2 separate regions of the Bicyclus anynana genome follow, and region 2 is linked to region 1. A link is a contact called in public Hi-C data. All regions are on one chromosome and are shown on one strand. Each heading gives the region's core, a stretch centred on a gene start, on an enhancer-like site or on the middle of the called end of the contact. The rest is flanking DNA. Distances are from core to core; before and after follow the strand shown. Region 1 holds the start of LOC112051814 (protein TIS11). Region 2 overlaps LOC112051814 (protein TIS11).

What was found. A called contact is a pair of places that touch in the nucleus more often than the background predicts.
Region 2: a Hi-C map of whole body shows a contact between it and region 1, with 1.6 times the contacts expected there. The contact joins the enhancer-like site here to the promoter of LOC112051814 in region 1. A contact is called at or near these places in 2 of 2 Hi-C or Micro-C datasets (whole body and whole larva).

Annotation. Positions count from the first base shown.
Region 1 is chr16:8,099,770-8,102,469 of ilBicAnyn1.1, forward strand. LOC112051814 (protein TIS11) reads left to right here and starts at 1,306. Exons shown (of 2, transcript XM_024090610.2): 1 at 1,306-2,033. The coding sequence starts at 1,974.
Region 2 is chr16:8,152,730-8,155,429 of ilBicAnyn1.1, forward strand. All of the region lies in intron 1 of LOC112051814 (protein TIS11), which reads left to right. Among protein-coding and RNA genes, the nearest start is that of LOC128198835, 10 kb to the left of the region's middle. Within about 2 kb of position 1,387, at least 8 of the 8 cell types and tissues checked have open chromatin away from gene starts, as enhancers often do.

The DNA.
Region 1 (2,700 bases), core at 56-2,555:
CCAGCTCTAAAATTACAAGTTTTTGCGTTTGTTCACCGTTCTGGCCGTTTATTTTTTAGCACTTCCTCACCAAAATGTATAAAATTCTCCATTAAAAGGGTTTGAAATAGCCGGTACAACGTGTACTGGGTTATTATCATATAATTGTACCTTATCAAACTACGCACTATTTTGTAACAGGCACAGAAAACATAAATGTACAAGTATAAAAGGTATTATAAAATTAATTAATATAAATTTATTAAGTAAGTACGTGTAGGTTATAGGTACACTGTACACATTTTGTACCTACCTACATACCTACTTATAATACTTAAAATATTAGCCCCGTTCTGGTGAGAATACGGGGAATGGGGATAAAATACCAAAAGCTTATGACACTCAAAAATAACGTGGCTTTCTAGTGGTAAAAGAATTTTCAAAATCCTTTCAGTAGAACCACAAACTTTAGGTCTAAGTCTATGATATTAGCTGTAGATGTATAGCTATGGCAAATCTGGCAAAGATTTTATAATAGAGATAGGTATGTCACTAGCGCGTCAAAACTGAGGCGAACAAAAGCGGCTAATTGACCGCATTTCATTGAGTTGCATAGTAAACAACGAAAGTTATTGAAATAAAAATTACCTAAATTCTCTCTAAAATTTTGTTCTCTCGTCAGGGGTTGCCTGGTAGAGATTACTTATAGTAATAAGGCCGCCTTTGCATGCTAAGTTTAATTTACGTTTTTAATGTTTCAATTTATAATTGTATTTTTGTGTGCAATAAAGTATTTCTTCTTCTTCTTCTTCTTCTTCTAAATATACATATACAATGTCGAGTTGTGGTTTCGTAACTTTATGAACTGTATATACATAAATATACCTACGTAATACCTATAATAGAATTAAACACAAAATTGTGCATGGTTGCGCTCAGTGGAGTAGCTAAATTCGGCTCACTTTTTGCGGTAATTTTGTAGGCACGTAACATGTCTATAGTACCTATAAAATGTCTTTGAGATCTGGGATATTCTTGTCTAGTACTGAGTAGTCTGTGGTAAAGTAGGCAACATTGTTATTTTGTCAAATAAAGTAAATCGGTACTGGGTATAAGCAAATTATCTACCTGTTAGAACTTGGAAAAAATACAATTTATTAAATTCAAGAGAGAAGGAACCGCGAAGGGTTTTATCATTTTTATTGTAGCGGGTGTCAACAATACAGAACGAATATAGCCGACATCATACGAACGCACCCGATCGGAAAACGAATCTCGCTTCAAAACGTGATCGTGCTGTTTGATTTGAAAACAAAATCCACCCGCCCGCTGCCGGTTCACGACTCGGGCGAACCGAATTGCAGGCTCACGCTCAGTGCGCGAGCAAGCGTGATACGGAATGAACGTGTGGTGCGTTTTGCGCGGACGTTGACACTTCGATTTATTTTTTTATTTTGCGACATTTATGCAGCCAGAATTATAAACGTTTTGGAGTATAAAGTTGGACAAATAAAAAAGTTTTTATTGTCTAAAGTTTACTTCGATGCAGTTCGCGCAGAGTTTTGACCAGTATTTGTGAATTTCCGTATAGACGCGAAAAAAAGTGAAGAAGACATTTCGAAACAAAGGACTGTTTTGTACATTTTCGCAACGGTTGCGAATTTGTGTTCAAAAATTATAAAACTGGCTCAATCGTGGAGGGCATAATAAAAAAATATTGCTCTCAGCCAACTAGTTCGGACTCAATCTGTGGTCACCGACCGTAAAAAACAAAAACGCATCATCAAATTCACTAACATTTTTCACAATCTGTTTTTTCAAAGGTTCCCTAAAAATTCTCGTTGAAAGCATCGTGAACTTGTCCCAACTTGCTAAATTACTGTGAGTTTAACCTCGAAATTCGTGCTAAGTGGATCTGTTAAGTTGAACTATAAAAAACGCAAAAGAAGCATCGAAAACCTGGATCGTAATTAGTGTCGAGTTGGTTTTACATAATGTCTACTGCCATAATGCATCAGTCTGCGCTGTACGACTTTGGTGAACTGTTCTTAAAGGTAAGCAAAGTTTATTTACCTACCTGACTTTCAAACCCGCGACTAAGTTTCGAAAAAAAATTACTCAAAGTCTGTAATAGATGTCTGTGATCAGCTATGGTTCAACAGAAGGCATTTTAGATGAGAAATGTAAATAAAATTTAAAATAATATGACGGGTTACGAGAAGTTTAAGAGTTTTGAATGCATACGACAATACCACCACGGGTTTGGTTAACCTGCAGAAATAAGTATTAGTTAGATATGATAAAATATTATTAACAAAAACCCAATGTCCTGGTGTGTATGTGACTAACAAAAGTTTTTTTTACGAAAACTGTGTTTATGAAATAACAAGCACTTTATTTGCTATGATTACTGAGAGTCGTAAATAAATTCGTTATCTTTTATTATATGTACGTCGCGTCGTCAACTAAATTATCTTGTATCCATTAGGTATTCCGCTGTATTTGTAAGTTTTTTAAGTTTATAGTACATGAATATAACTATTCTCTAAGAAACTTAATAAACAAATCGTTATCAATCAATTTAAATAAGACAACTATTTTGGTTTATAATTCTTAATAGTACCTACTTACCTACACAAAAATGATCTACAAACTTATCCAAATAGGTATTTGGGAACTATTTAACTAATTGCAAGTCAGTTTTTCCAGTAAATTTTGGTG
Region 2 (2,700 bases), core at 137-2,636, 53 kb after region 1:
GCAGAGGTCTCTCACACTCAATATATCACAATATATTGAGATTTTTTTTTTTTACAGTATACCTTACGCATTAAACATTGTAAACAACGCAAGAACCAAGTAAGTTTGCATGAGGGATTACGTCGTGCTTCAGCCTCTCGTCTGACGCATATTAACAATGTAAAGTATCTTTATGCAAGATTGCACCGACCGGCGAGCGGTTGCACCACTGTGATCTAATCTTCGCTCCAGTACAAAAGCTTACATAATTTTGGCGCTAAAAAAGAATACTTTAAAACCTGTAACGAAAACCAGCTCTCAGTAAATATCCGGCCGCGGCTTGAGTCGTTGGCCTCAGTGGCTCGGCTCTTTACAAATCTCCCAATGAGCCTTTTAAATATTATGTCCATAATACATTATATGTAGGAAGTGAATGTTTAGATACCTAGATATGTAACCTGTAGTATTTTCCTAGATAATTACGCAAGTTGTAGGTTTTTCTCTTAAAGGTTATACAGACCTTAATGTACTAAGGAAGTATTTAATGCTGGTGTAGATAATAAAAGCCATGCAACAGAAAAATGTAAAAAACTTTATCTCATATTAATAATGCTTATTTTTATTAAAACATAATACTAATATGTAATTTTTAATCGTTTAAATGAAATATTTAAACGATAATTTTTGACGAAGTTGTGTTAAAATTTTCCAAAAGAAAATAAAACCGGACAGTTGCAATTTGGTGTAAAAATCATGCAACGCATGATGAAAACTTGGCATTCGGACTTTGTTGCAACCTTTCGTTGAAACTAAGGCTCCATTCACATTGATGCAAGTAGTGTCGTGTAACTGCCTCGTTGGTCTATGGTTCGCTTATGCGGCTTCGGATCATATCTATCGGCTATCGGCTGGGTTCAAGTCCTGGGTTGGGCTTCGAAATATTGAGTAACTTTTGAAATATTCTGAACTAGCGGACGCCCACGACTTCGTCCGCGTGGAATTCAGTTTCCGGCATGAAAATTGGCCTACAATACAAACTCTCGCGTTTATAATATTAAGTAGGAAGTTTAATAACAGCCCGGAGTTGTAAAGTTGTATGGTATCATATACGCTATGCTTCAAAAAGTACTGTATGCATTTTTAACATCTGATAGTGATCGTTACAGAGTCGAACATTATCACCTTGAGGCTGCGCCAACCCGATAGCTTTATAGCGTATCTACTACAGCATAGATGCTCCAAATCCCCTCTCCTATAAGGTTAGGCCTCATCCTTAAAATAAGCTAATAATCATGCTAGTGAAAAAAAATGGCTTCGCTACGCTTCGTTTCTGCGTCAATGTGAATGCAGCCTTAACGAAGTGAACAAACACGTCGGTCGGGCCGGTGCGTGCTCGGCGCGTTGACACAATCGCGCGCTAATATACCGCGCACACAGTCGCTCACTGACCGACTCGATCCGTAGTCCGTATAGACCAAGAGCTAGTCGACCATTTTGGGTACCTACTTAAGGATAGAGAACTTTAGAAAAGCCGATGGACGTTGAGGTCCCATAGGCCATAGTGCTGGAATGACGACCACGCGTCGCAAAGCGCAGTGTTTGTCTATTTCCCGCTAGATGGACCGACGACTTCCGATATCAACGAGAATCCGCTGGATGCTCGAGGCCTTGGTTGATAAGAAGCCCATATAAAAGGCCTAGTCCAGCAGTGGGCGTACATCGACTGAGAATGATGATTATTTGAGGCAAGCTGTAAACTAATCGGGGTCTTTGACTTTGGCAGACGCTTGAAAAACTATTTTGCAAATAAACCCTAAAGTCTTATTTCCTTACAAATAAGGAGGCAGTGTTACAAATTTACTGAAGGCTGTGTTTTGCAAAAAGAAATCCTCACTGCTCCTCAGTCAGGTCTCCAGTTGTGTGATAGGGTAGTATAGGAAAGATACAGGGCAGGTATAGGACAAGTTTGTAGTTCGCCTCAAATACTTACCCAAAAATGTTCACCAGCTCTCTGAATAGTTAGTCCGTTCGACGGTTCATAGGAATTACCATACGGAGTGTGCAATAGATGCTGTCGAAATGTTTACCTTAACGTGCATGTTGCTAGGCCCTACTGGGTCCAAAACGTGACTCATTGACGATTCTTGCTTATTTGCATCTATTTGAAATATACCAATATCACCATATACATATAAATGACCCGGCTAACTTGCTACCATTTACTTACATACTTTTTACATAATTGGGTTGGAGGTAGAAGGGTAGAAATACTTTAGAAGCGGTTCTAATACCTACCTTACTTAGTATAAAAAAAATGTTTTTTTTTAAGCTGTTAATTTTAGCTTGCTGCAGAGGAATAGGTTAGGACTATACGGTTGGCAGTGGTGGCATTAAAAATAGAAATTATACGCACTGGAAAATTTATTCTTTAATATGAATTTATAGTTAATGTTAGGCAGTGCGTTTTTGAAATAAAGAAAGAAAGAAAATAAATTTATTCAAATTTAAAAGTTACAAACAATATCCTTTCCTAAAGACAGCATGTCTGTCTGTCTCTTTAGCGTTTACGATGTGCACTTCACTGGTTGAATGTCTCCTCCATGTGCAGCTCGCCAGGGGTCTAGACTGCAGTGCGTTGCAGTTAATGGGTGCATGTTATTATAACAAAGTGCAGCGTAATTACGAACTGATTGCCCTTAGTTTCGAACGCAACGACCGCGG